Regions from separate parts of the Oryctolagus cuniculus genome. Here region 2 is linked to region 1. Evidence: chromatin contacts called from public Hi-C data. All regions are on one chromosome and are shown on one strand. Each heading gives the region's core, a stretch centred on a gene start, on an enhancer-like site or on the middle of the called end of the contact. The rest is flanking DNA. Distances are from core to core; before and after follow the strand shown.

Region 1 (7,019 bases), core at 2,171-4,670:
GGCAGAGAGTCCCGCAAAGCAGACGACCCCTGCAGCGTCACCAGCTCCTAAATCGGGCAGGAAGCCCACCTGCGCCAGCTGTCCGCGTCTGGCTTCCAGGTGAGTGCCGAGGGTCGGATCCAGAGTTTACAAACGCGTTTGATCTCCTCCTCCTCCTGGGGCTTGAGCCGCTCCGGAAAGTTCGCGGGCTTAGTGCCGCTCCACGTTTGCAGCCCTCTTTGAAAGCGGGAAGGGATGGGGGACTGGCGAGGGAGAACCCTTGGTCGTGGGCGGCCGCCCGCCGCCGCCCTCAGTCCCCCGCGGCGGCGCGCAGGTACCGAGCGACGTCGCGGTGGCCCCGCTCCTCAGCCAGGTCCACGGGCAGGCGGCCCCCGGCGTCGCGCACGTCCAGCCGCGCCCCGGCCCGGTGCAGCGCCACCAGCGTGTCCAAGAAGCCCTCCCGGGCGGCGTCGTGCACCGGTCGGCTGAGGGTGGCGGGGTCGGCGCAGTTGGGCTCGGCGCCGTGGAGCAGCAGCAGCTCGGCCACGCGGGCGCTGCCCATCATCATGACCTGCGCGAGAGGGAAGAGCGGTCAGGGCGAGGGTGCCGGCGGGGCGGCTAGGCCGCTGCCAGGAGACACGCACTTACACCTGGATCAAAAGCAAGGGTGCGACCAGCCCCAGGGGTCGGCTTCCTCCTCTTATGCTACGCAGGTCACCCACCTCCTCCCAGTCTTATTCAGATTAAATTAAATTCCATCTTACTCTCCAGACGTGAGAGCACGCGGCAAAATAATAATATCTACACTGAGGGCAAAATCAATGATCGATTTCTACTGCAACATGAGAATCTAGCTGGTTAAGTGATTTATGAGCAGAATTAAACTTGAATGCCTTATAAAGTTTTATTCTCCTTGTTGCCCATGCACCATAATCTAGGTTTAAAAATATTTGTTAGGTAGTCACCTGTTTTGTGTGTGTGTGTGGGGGGGAGGTTGGAGTAATGTTTTAGGGGAGAAAATAAGAAACAACGTAATTCTCTTGTAAGAGGCTCCTGTTTTTTCTGTCACATGTGTCTGCTCATAAACCAAATGTAATCTGATAATCCGAGACAAACTTGGAGATTAGAGGACAAAGTAAAACAAGTCAGGCATACTCTATAAAACGACGAAAACAAATGACTTATCTTGAATTAATGGTTCACAGCTTTTCACCTTTTAAGTTAATGTTATAGAGGCAGACTAAAATTTAGAGTGTAATATAAATATAACTGTAAAATTAACATACATATTTACCTCCTACATGATTTTACATTAGATAGTAAATGTTTTGCTGTATAGTTTGTACATTATCAGTGAAATCAGAAATGATGCATAACTAAAAATGTTTCAGAGGAATAAGCCTATAGCATTCATTCATCTGTATATATATGTGCATTATGTAAGCATTTGCTTTCATATTTTTGTTAACAATAAACAATTTTTGATAACTGCCAAAAAACTTATTTGCTCTTGTGAATTTATGTGCTTCAAAATGTTAATACAATTGAAAGGCAGTACACCTTTAGTCTTGTTTCAAGAATATAAAAACTTTTATTTTTTTCCTCAGAAACTATGATAAACATAAATCATTCTTACAAATGATGTACAAAGTATTTTATATAGAGAGAAGGGGAGGGAGTGGTTCTTAGTGTCTCAGTAAATGGTAAATTAAAAACACAAATTAGAAAACTTGCTTTTATAACTATTAATATCATTTTAAGTCTTTAAGAATCACTTTACAATATCTTTGCTTCTTTCAAATCTTCCTAACTTTACTTTTCTAAAAAGTCAAATGGAATGAACATGTATTTTCTTTAAAAATCTACACTATTAATGAGATCCTTTAATATCAGCTTAGTTCTGGAGAGTGGCAGTGAGGAGAATAGTGACTATGACCATAAGGGTCACAGTAAAGTTCAAAAGCATGCTGTTAGATTTTAAAGGAATGTAAAAAATGTCAGTACTAATTAATAATAGCAGCATTAATACCAAAACACTGATAAGTGCATTTTAACGATGAAGAGACTACTTGTGAATGTCCTGTACCAATCAGAAAGAATCTAATAGTTGCTGCAGAATTGGTTTTGTAATTGAATTGCTGAGTATAGTCGTTAAAACAATAAAAATATGGAGCAGCATATTTTAATCACTCAAGAAACACTAACATAAAAGGAATTAAGGAGTGTTGTTGAGGAATATGATCTCGTCTCTTTGAATTCAGTTCACTCCTATGAGAGAAAATATAAAGGATTCCACATGGAGGCTTAAAAGTTCACTAATTTTTTCTCATGCATTATGATATTGTAAATTTCTTAAATCCAACATAGATTGTGTAACTTATAACATCTTTGTCACTGAAAGGAGACAAAAAGATCCATCCTCCCCAAATAACTTCTCCTTCCCCCTGTTCTCTCCATTCTCTGCATCTTTAATCACGAGACGGTAGAGCAAGTATGGTGGTAATTCGAAAAGTTACTGGAAAACAGAATTTAAACACAAGCTTATTTTGGTGCAAAAAATTTTTTTGAAATCTATTGTTTTTGCCCAACACGCATTTTCCACGAACTTTTTGAAAATCCCACGTATGCATAGATTTCGATTTCTTTTTGCAACAAGATAAGCATCGTTTAAAACCGTTTTCCAATAGCAGTACCCTGGTATTGCTATTTCCCCGCCGTTCAAAAGAAAACCAAAGCGGAGCAGTGGGTTAGTCCACCCCTTTCTTGAGGATTTTTTTGTTGCGTAAAAACCAGCCTAACGACTGGCCTCCCCCTGCAGCTGGCCAGGCTGCGGCCGCGACCTCGGCCCCAGCTCGGACCCGCGGCGGCCGCGCCCCGCGCTCTTGCGCCCCCTGCCGGCGCGGCCCCGGGGCCCCGGCTACCTGGATCGGGCGCCTCCCGAAGCGGTTGACTCCGTTGGGATCCGCGCCGGCTTCCAGGAGCTGCCGCACCTTCTCCACTTGGCCCCGCGCCGCGGCGCTGGCCAGGCCCGCATCGCTGCCTGCACCACCGAGCATGCCCTTGTCCTCGTCTCGCATTCCACGGCCCCTACACTCGGGGCGGCCCGCCACTCCTCCCTCTTTGGCCACCCCGCCTCGGCGCGCTCTCCCCTCCCCGGGAGAGCTCAGCGCAGCTTCTGTCCCCGCTCGCCGTCCTCGTGCGACTTGGGAGCCGATGCAATGGCCGCACGGCCTTGACGAGCTCCAGGCTTTTTCTGGCGCCCACGAACCCGCGGCCGCGCTCAGCTCACTCCTGGGAAAAACCCTTCGCGCGGCCGCAGCCGCAGCCGAGCGGGCGCTTTCTCGGCGTCCTCGCTGCCCGGCCTCACTCCGGCAGAGCTGCGAGCCAGCCGGGAATGAATTCCGTGTCCAGCTGGGCGGCGGGGCTGCACCCGCCCCACCCCCTTAGGCTCCGCCCACTGTCCCGCCGGCGCCCGCGGGACCGGCCCTCTGGCTCCGCAGCAGCCCCGCCCGCAGCCGATGACGTCACAGCCGACGGGGGCGCGTCCCCGTGAGGCTCTGCGACGCATGCGCCAGTCGCCACGCCGGGAGCCTGCGGGAGCGCCATCTGCGTGCTGCCCGGAGCGATTCGGAGACGTTGCCCCACAGCGCTCCGCTCCAAATCCCCAGCAGGCGGAGCAGAGGGCTGCTGTTAGTCGCTCCTTGTGCAATGGAGTGGCCGAGGAAGGCCGTGAAGAAACCTCCAGCCCTACTAGAGTACCTGAACGTGACAGCCCTGCACCTGCCGTGCAGGTTAAGTTCATCCTCAAGCAGTGCTTGAACTTCACGGGTTTCACATCTTGCATTTTAGCGTTGCTTTTGGTGTGTTTTCCTATTTCCACCAGGACGACAGTGAAAAAAATCCCGAGAACCCTACTTTTTAGATTCTTTCCATGTTTGAATTATGAGCACAATCCTAAAAGCAAAAGAAAGCAAAATAGAAAATACTCCCCCAAAACCTAGTCCAAAATCGAGAGGGGCAACCTGGCACAGTATGTATTTTAAGAATCTGACCTAAATCTGTGTATAAGAAATATATGAAACTTGTATAACTTAAATAAAATTTAAAAAAGAAAAAAAAGAATCTGAGATCCCTGTTTGATATTTGTACAGTATATCTTTGTTTGCACTCTTACCTATTTAAACCCAGCTCGGCAAGTATTTGATTTTTATTTTTCATGAGTAATAAAGGACATTTATGCAGTAATAATGAAACATAATAAAACAGGGGTGTGGTATTGATCCTGTCATTAAACAGGCTGAACCTGTCATTAAATTGGCCTCTGAAGATTTAAAGGCCAAGTGCTATTTTCTCTTTCCTACTTGCTGGGTGAGTTTGAATCAACATATTTACTGCTTTAAAGATAAAAAAAATTGCAACTTGAAATAGGACGGGAGCAAAAAATTATGTGTCTATTTCCTAAGAACTTTGGTGATGAATTACTTGAGAGTGGACCTCTCCTAACACTGAAGGGTTCTTATTTAGAAAATTGTTTTGGTTCAGAGTGCTGAAAAAGGCAGTCTTACGAGTCATTTGCTAGCTTATTCAAGAATGACAGACTTCTCAGCATGTTTCTTGTAGCATGCCTTAGATCCTATTCCCTCTCTGGCAAATCAATGTAGGAAAAGAAAAAGCTCTTTCCTTACACACAGTGTGGCCCATGAAGGTGGCATGCAAGGATGAAGACCTACTGATGAGCCCCAACAGGGCTGAAATTCACTAGGAGTGGGCAGGGAAGGAGGCAGTATGCATAGCAAGTTCTCTTTCACATCTCACCTGCTGTTTCTTAGTTTTCAACTTCCTTAATTTCTCTAACTATTGTTCTCATCTGAACATCCACATTCATCTGGGAAAATGTTATTTCATTTGTTAACAACCACCCCCTTCCTAGTTGGGCCAAAGGAATAGAAATCTACTTCTAGATGAAAAATATGGATAAGCCATTTTTCTCCTTGAGGACCAGTCACCAAGCACAATCCTTGTTGTGGGGAATGATAGGTGAGAAGGTAGGCTGAGAGGAGTAGAGGAAAAAGAAAAGAAGGCAGTGGGAAGCCAGAGCCCTTGAAATGTATGCCATAGGTTCTTTGTCAGTCACCTGATTGGCTGAGCACTGGGCTGATGTTGATAGATGCAGTGGCAAATAGACTCAGTCTAGAATATCTTCATCAACAAAGCCTGGCTGCTCCAAAATGAAGCACACAGTCTAATGTAACTAGGAAGGTTGCCTATAGTGGAATGAGAAGGCCACGCCAATATGGCCACTGGCAACAGAAACTGCCTGGCAACAGGCTGTGATTGGATGGCTTCGGAAACCACATGACAATGGAGCCTGCCTGGCAACAGGCTGTGATTGATTAGGGCATAGATTGCCCCTTGACCAGATTGGCTGCCTTGGCTATATAAGCTGCTGTACCAACTGAACTAAACGAGTCCGTGGGCTGCTCGCCTCTGGCCTGCTTTCACCCAATTCCCCGGGGTCTGTGTGGTGACTCTGCATCTCTTGTCCCCCCCCCCCCCCCACGCTCCTTCTCTCAGAACGAATCCACAACAACAGTTGCCTTTTAAGGAATGTTGCTAAGAGTTTCTCTGTAGTGAATCCAGTAACTAAATTTAGTTCAACAAAGCTTAATTGAGCATGTACTGTATTTCAAGGAGTTCAAAGTTGAGTAAGATAGGGATCCTAACTTTTAAGAAACTCTCAGTTGTAGCACACAAAACTGAGAAATAGAGAGTTGCAACTTAAATATGGCAATTTTTTCTGAGAGATACAACTACAGTACATTTTGGGGGTAAAGAAGAGGGGAACTTAACTCTGAGTGGAGGTTCAGGGAAAATTTTTTGGATGAAGGACCAACTGAAGAGAATCTTTTAAAAAAGAGTTTTTTATGTGGCTAGCACCATGGCGCAGTGGGTTAAAGCCCCGGCCAGAAGCGCTGGCATCCCATTTGGGCACTGGTTCTAGTCCCGGCTGCTCCTCTTCTGATCCAGCTCTCTGCTATGGCCTGGGATAGCACTGGAGGATGTCCCAGGTCCTTGGGCCCCTGCACTGGCATGTGAGACCCAGAGGAAGCTTCTGGCTCCTGGCTTCGGATTGGCACAGCTCTGGCTGTTGCGGCCATCTGGGGAGTGAGACAGCGAATGGGAGACTTCTCTCTCTCTCTCTCTAACTCCATCTTTCAAATAAATAAAAATAAATTTTCTAAAAAAGTTATTTATTTATCTGAAAGGCATAGAGAGAATGAGAGAGAGAGAGAGAGAGAGAGAGAGAGAGAGATTAATCCACTGGTTCACTCCTCAAATGGCCTCAATAGAGCCAGGAGCCAGTAACACCATCCTGGTCTCCCATTTGGGTGGCAAGGGCCCAAACACTTGGTCCATCCTCCATAGCTCTCCCAGGAGCAATAGCAGGGAGCTGGATCAGAAACAGAGCAGCTGGATCTTTAACTGGCACTCTGCCATGGCATGCCACCATTCTAGACAGCAGTTTAGTCTTCTGTGTCACAAGATCAATCCCAGTTGAAAAGAATCTTTATAGAAGCATAATAAATTAATTATTTCATGTGTTATCGCTTTGAGTCTTGTATTTCTCTGAAACATATCAAAAAGATTGGGAAAAGATACTCTGAGCCTATTTCTGAGCCACATTCTTGTAGGCAAGACCAAAATTTCTGAAAAATAAAACTACTTGGAGTTAATAAGGTAAGAAAATTTCTTGAAAGGACATAGGTAAGGACTTGCAAGATTGAGAAAGGAGCCAAAGAGCAGAATAACTGAAACCTTCCAGAGACCGTTACGTGATTTGCCCTAAACAAGTTGACTGGAAAAGTACTTTGTGCTGAGGAAATGTTGCTGGGGCACTCGCAGCTCCCAGCACCACGGACAGCGCTCCCCTAGTCTGCATGTCTGGGTGGTCCTAACCTTCTCCAGACTGAATTCTAGGAGCTTCCCATTTGATCCTCCAAAGCCCCTTTCTCCTCTGAATCAAAAAGGAATTTACATGG
Region 2 (7,019 bases), core at 1,158-3,657, 210 kb after region 1:
CTTTTATGTGCCCATGGATGCTGTGGGAAAACTATTCCATGGGAAATGGAGTCTACTGGACAAAATATGAATGACCTGCCAAAAGAAGGGAACATATGACAGGGGTTGGTCAGAGAGTATGTTTCCATTATGTGGGCATTAAAACGGAGCATTTTAGTTTCTGCATATCAAAAAACTAATAAAAGGTCTAATCTATTTTAAATTCAAAATAAGTTTTCCCCCCAATTCTCAGATCTCCCCGGCATTCTTAGGACCTCAAATTATGTCAGAAGAAATTGCTATTCACTTCAAACACAGTTTTAAATCTCTCTAAACATGAGTTTTCCTGTCTATTGTTGGATATAATAATTATATCTATATATACCTTTTAGGGTTGTTGAGAGTATTAAATGAATCAATGCTGTTAGAGCCCGTAAGTGGGGCCAGGAGTATTCTATGTACTCAATTAATGCTGGCCATTATCTTGGAAGCTGAAAGCTGTATGAACAGTTATTTGTATGCATGATTTATTTCTACATCAAGGGTTTCTAAATTCAGGACTAGAGTATATGCTTTCAAAGAATACGGCATTTATTTATTTATTTATTTAAAATGCAGAACATAAGAGGGGGAGAGGGAGAGAGATCATTCATGTTCTTATTCATTCCTGAAGTGGCTACAACAGCCAAGGCTGAGACAGGCTGAAGCCAGGAAGTCCAAGTAGTCTTCTATGCAGGTGGTGGGGCCCACACATCTGGATCACCTTCCTCTGCCTTCCCAGGTGCATTCACAGGAAGCAGAATCAGAAGCAGAGGAGTATGGACTCAACTGGCATTCTGACATGGAGCTGTGGCGTTGCAAGCAGCAGATTAGCCAGCTGCACCACAGCACTGGCCCCTGCACTTTCTTGATTTTTCTTTTCTCATTCTCATACAAAAATAAGTGTGGACAGATGATTGTTCTTATGGCTTTAGTTAACATTTAATTTTGAATTGGACCACAGGAACTACTTTTTATTTCCTTCATGGCTTACACACTTTGTAAGAAGGATCATCTTAGATTGCCTGGGGAGAAATGAGGAACACAGGGCCCTGAAGGGCCACCTGGACCACTGAGGTGAATGAAAGGAGGGATGGTCAAGGTGGCATGTACCAATGCCATCTCACTAGTCCCAGTGATCAATTTCTGTTCACAATTGGTCATAATGATAGGACTGAGAACCAAAGGGATCACATAAACAAGACTAGTGTCTGCAAATACTAACTGATAGAATAAAAAAGGGAGCGAACGATCCAACATGGGAAGCGAGATACACAGCAGACTCATAGAATGGCAGATGTCCTAAACAGCACTCTGGTCTCAGAATCAGCCCTTAAGGCATGCGGATCTGGCTGAAAAGCCCATGAGAGTATTTCAGGCATGGAAAGCCAAGACACTCCGGAAAAACAAAACAAAACAAAACAAAAACCACCTAAATGAAAGATCTCCATGAGTGAGATCTCAGTGGAAAGAACAGGTCATCAAAGAAGGAGGTACCTTTCTCTGAAGGGAGGAGAGAACTTCCACTTTGACAACTCATGATTAGAGCCTAGGGTGATTACTGTTGCCATAAACAAGATTGTCAATTTGTTAAGTCAACAACAGGAGTCACTGTGCACTTACTCCTCATATAGGATCTCTGTCCTTAATGTGCTGTACCTTGTGATTTAATGCTATAACTAGTACTCAAACAGTATTTTTCACTTTGTGTTCTATGTGGGTGCAAACTGTTGAAATCTTTACTTAATATATGCTAAACTGATCTTCTGTATATAAAGAGAATTGAAAATGAATCTTGATGTGAATGGAAGGGGGGAGGGAGCGGGAAAGGGGAGGGTTGCGTGTGGGAGGGAAGTTATGGGGGGGGAAGCCATTGTAATCCATAAGCTGTACTTTGGAAATCTATATTCATTAAATAAAAGTTAAAAAAATAAAATAATCTGTTAAAACCCAACAAAAATAAATAAAAGAATATTTCATATGAAAAAAAGAGGAGGGATGGTTTGAGGAGCTCGGGGAACCGGCTTTGGCAGACAGAGTGTCCTCCCAAGTAACCTCAGTTCTTTGTAGCCCCAAATAAGGTCATTTATGACTCATTTCTGTCTCCCTCCCCAGGCAAAAGCAAGTCTCGGTCCATGCCAGTTTATCCCTTGATTTGGAAATCGTCTCTGGCTTTCAGACACAACTATGTCTGAAATTAAGATTAAGACCTGTAGGTCTCTGGGGGCCAAAATGGAAATGAATGCTGAAAATTCCCCTACCTACCTTGAAAGGCTACCCTGGACAGAGGGATTGCTTTCTTGGTTGAGGTTTATCTTCCCAGGTGTTTTGAAGAAGCCTAAAGAGCCAGTCAGTGGGTGTGAGTCATCAGGCTGTGGTGAGATTAGAAATTCCTAACACATGATATGGGAGTCCAGTGTTTGAGGCCCAGAAGATGAAGGGCAGCAGGGCTGTACGGTTTCATGCCTCGCCTCCACCTCACAACCCTATATTCCTTCTTAAGTTTTGGACAGGTGCAGAGAATGTCACCTGTTTTCGAATCTTTTCCTCCCCTCCTCCCCCTCCTTTGTTCTTGGCCCTCGTTCCTTTTCCTGACTCTCAAAATCAGGGTAAATACTTCTTATTTCAGTTGACTACAGGAGAGACCATAACAAGGAAATTGATTTTTCTCTTGTGTGAAAATGGAGGACTATGACATGGTTAAAGGAAGGGGAAGATGGCAGAGGAGAGACAGAAGAGGTGGAGGCAGGAAAAGAACTGGAGAGGAAGAGAGGGCTAGAGGGAAGTTTAGGGGTGAAGAGGAATGGGGGGTTGAACTTGCAGAGCCCAGTGGTGGAAAACGAGTCTTTTGGAAAGACTAATCAGGGCCACAGTTGGTGAAATTGTGCCTCTCCATTTGCAAATGACATAGCTGAAGGAAACCAAACATATTGCAGAAGCTCTTTCAGGGAAGAGTAATTGCTGAAATTCACCTAATTTAATTTTTAAAAGGCGATGTCAAAAATCAGCCAGAGCACAGTACCCATAAATTTGAAGTTTTTAAGGAGCTTGGAGCCATTACTAGGCCGGCACAGGTGTTTTCTACTCCCCAGCACTCTCCATGGCACTGGCAAGTTTAATGAGGACATTGTCTGTTCGAAGTCTACCTGGTGTGCCTTCTTGGAGCAGAACGATACAAATCCCCATTATGAATAAAAGTGAGCTGTTACTAAATGCCTTCTCCTCTGCAGGACTCTGTTTCCCTTAGAGGCCACATGTTCCTGTTTAACAACCAAATTCCAATCTATCCCTTCTAGTCCAGCAGTTAAAGAACCTGGACAAGTCAGTCCATTGAGCTCCTAACAGTGCTCAAGCACTTTTCCTCCCTCGATTGTTTTTCCTTTGAGGACACCTAGTGGTGGTTTGTGGGCTGTGTTCTTCAAAGGCAAACTAAAAGTTCATAACATTTTTCTCAACACCTTCCCAGTGGAAGCCAGGACTTGCCTTAACCCTGAAGGCAAAACTGCTATGGTCCTGGTTGATGAACAGGCCCTTGCCAGATTCCGCAGTCAAAACTCACCTCCACCTTTGTCTGTTGTCAGATGAAATTCCCTGGCTTAATTGTCTCACAAGCTCATTGTTTATTGACACAAACAGATCTCTTTTTAATGACTGCAGATGGGCTACAATCTGGTCAATTTGTCTACTAACTAACAGATGTTGATAGTCTGTTTTGTGCAGACTTTTTGAGGGGGTGTAAAGGTAAAACAAAGACCTAGGAGAAAGGGAATTTTTGACTACTTTATTCCATTTGGCCCTGAATTTTATTGGGCCAAAAAATTAGCATTTTTTCTTTTAAAAAAGATTTATTTACTTGAAAAGCAGAGTGACAGAGAAATGGAAAGACAAAAAGAAGGAGAGAAACACAGAAAGATCTTCCACCTGCTGGTTCACTTCTCAGATGACTGCAACAGTTAGTGCTGGGCCGACTGAAGACAGGAGCCAGTAACTCCATCCAAGTCTTCCACATGGATGGCAGGGGCCTGCACACTTGAGCCATCATATGCTACCTCCTAGACTTGTTAGCAGGAAGTTGTATGGGAAGTGGAGTAGCTGAGACTGAAAGCAGGCACGCTGATATGGATGAGGGCGTCCCAAGCAGTGGCTTAACCAGCTGTGGCACAAAGCAAACTCCAGGTAGCATTTTGATTAGTGGAAAGAGGGTAGATTTTTCTCAAATCCTGGCAGTGGAGTGCTCCTTTCTAGTTGTGTCATCAATGAAATAATCTCTCTGGCTTCCCTTTCTTCATAAAATGGAGGTGACTGTAGTTCATAAAGTGGTTGTGAATGTGACATGAAAACTTGAGACAACTGACGTAGTACCTAGTGTCTGGCACATACTAAATGACTGTTAAAAGCATCTCTACTTCCTCACTCCTCTCCATGTCTTAAACCTGGCCCTTGCTGCAATTGTGTCTGGGCTCAGGCGCTCACTGGCACTTTGCCAATGCCAGTCCCACCCATCCCCATTTAAGCATCACAACTTTGGCTCTCATTTGCCATTCAGTTCCACTGATGAGCCCTGGATTCCTCTCACAAACCTGTTCCAAAAGATCAAGGTAAATCATGCACGTTACATTTGCATACCGTTAATGAACTTGATATCTGGTATCAAAACTGTTTAGTAAATTTCCTGGGAGTTGTGGGTTCAAGAAGAGGTGACATGACTAGCTCATGGTCAGGAAGTTGTTGATACCTTGTTCGTTTTGAATTTGGCTTCAATGTAGTGACCAGATGGTTACTAATGTCCTCAGTGCACTTAACATAAAGTACAAACATTTGCATATGGCCTTTAGGAGTCCCATAATCTAGTCTCTGTTCACTTCTCCAGCTTTATTTTAGACTACTGTTGGCCATACTCATTATATTCCTACCATTCACTTTTTTTTTTTTTTTTTGGACAGGCAGAGTTAGACAGTGAGGGAGACAGAGGGAAAGGTCTTTCTTTTCCGTTGGTTTACCTCCCAAATGGCCACTACAGCTGGTGCGCTGCGTCGATCTGAAGCCGGGAGCCAGGTGCTTCCTCCTGGTCTCCCATGCAGGGGCAGGGCCCAAGCACTTGGACCACCCTCCACTGCCATCCTGGGCCACAGCAGAGAGCTGGATTGGAAGAGGAGAAACCGGGACAGAATCCGGTGCCCTGACTGGGACTAGAACCCAGGGTGCCGGCGCCACAGGTGGAGGATTAGCCAAGTGAGCCGTGGCACTGGCCATCTACTATTCACTTATTAAAATAATCTTTGAATCCACTGCGATCCTTTCTGCCTTTCGACATTAGCACATGCATTTTTTCTTTTGGATCCCTCATTCTCCTGCTCCATCTGACTGACTCCCTCCTATGAATTTTATAGGATGGAGATAAATGTTGCTTCATCAGGGAATTCTCTTCTGACCCTAATCTAATCTAAATTTGTCTCTTCTGTTGTTCTGTATCCATTTACTTCTCCTTCCTAGCACCTCTCATTTCTTTTCTTTTTTTAAGATTTATTTTATTTGTTTGAAAGCACATTTACAGGAGAAGGAGAGACAGAGACAGTGAGAGCTTCCTTCTTCTGGCTCACTCCCCAAATGAACACAATGGCCGGGGCTGGGCCAGGCAGAACTCAGGAGCCAGGAGCTTCTCCCAATTTTCCCAGGTGGATTCAGGGGCCCAAGAATTTGGGCCGTCATCCACTGCCTTCCCAAGTCGATTAGCAGGGAGCTGGATTGTAAGTGGTGCAGCCAGGAATCAAACTGGTGCCCAAATGAGATGCTGGTGCTGTAGGAGGCAGCTTAACCTGCTATGTCACAGTGCCAGCCCCTCATTGTTTCTAGCCTTGTGCTGTGTGTGTGCATGCATGTGTGTGTGCATGAATGCATGTGGGCATGTATGTACGTATTTCCACTGTCTATGTCCCCCTTGTATGTATACTCAACAAAAGTGGGGGCATGTCTCCTTTGTTCATCTCCTGTGACCAACATGATGCCTGGTTCATGCATGGCATTCAGTACTGAGTATATTAAACCCAACCCTTCTAATGATTAAAGTCTACGACTGTATGACTCATTTCCACACACTAGCATATGCTACATTTCCTTTGACAATGTTTTTGTTTTGTTCAGCAGCCTTCTGGGGAATTCCCTTTGCCTCAGAGATTATTTTTGGTTATTAATAGTTTCAAGTGAACAGAAGTTTACTCTTCAGAAAAATTCCTCAACATCTACCATGCAGATAATGCTTTTAAAACACAACTGAATTTATGCTTTTCTTTATTTTATTTAATTGAAAGACGTCTTCCATCTGCTGTTCACTTCCCAAATTCCCACAATAATCGGAATTGGGCCAAGCTGAAGGAACCCTCAACTAAATCCCAGTCTCCTATATGAATGGCAGGGACTCAAGTATTTGAGGCCTCACCTGCTACCTCCCAGGGTGCTCATTAGCAGGAAGCTGGAATCGGAAGTGGAGCCAGGGCTGTACCTCAGGCACTCCAGTGTTGAATGCCGGTGTCTTGAGCTGCTTCTTAACTGCTGCACCAGATGTCAGCCCCAATATATGCTTCTTAGATATACTGTTTGTGCAAACTTATGAGAACTCAAATCCTACTGATGCAAATTCCTATCACAACACATGTTTTTGTATAATGAAAAAAATTTTTAAGTTCTCAGTTTGTGGGCTGAGAACTAATTCATGAATCCAAGTCTGTTCTTTAGATTCTAGTAGTGGATAATGCACAATTTTATAGACCTACTCTTCACATGTAAGTAAGCCTTACATGCTGGTAAAATAAACTATTATAGAGGTATTAAGCATTGTTAAAGTTGGTATTGGTAAGCATCACTGCATTAATGAAGTTTATTGGAGATTTGAATTTTTCCTTTTAGCATATTTGACTGGTACGTTGTCTTGGCAATTATCAAACTCCCAGGTAACTGAAATTTCTAGTAGTACATATTGTTACTTGTCATGGTATAGCTTTTAA

The links. A called contact is a pair of places that touch in the nucleus more often than the background predicts.
Region 2: a Hi-C map of an unstated tissue shows a contact between it and region 1, with 4 times the contacts expected there. The contact joins the enhancer-like site here to the promoter of CDKN2B in region 1. A contact is called at or near these places in 2 of 6 Hi-C or Micro-C datasets (embryonic fibroblasts and an unstated tissue).

The regions. Positions count from the first base shown.
Region 1 is chr1:185,075,204-185,082,222 of mOryCun1.1, forward strand. CDKN2B (cyclin dependent kinase inhibitor 2B) reads right to left here and starts at 3,421. Exons shown (of 2, transcript XM_002708053.5): 1 at 2,901-3,421; 2 at 1-550. The coding sequence starts at 3,056. The coding sequence ends at 290.
Region 2 is chr1:185,284,219-185,291,237 of mOryCun1.1, forward strand. It overlaps the pseudogene LOC100339615. Among named protein-coding and RNA genes, the nearest start is that of DMRTA1, 190 kb to the right of the region's middle. Within about 2 kb of position 2,408, at least 1 of the 8 cell types and tissues checked has an H3K27ac peak or open chromatin away from gene starts, as enhancers often do.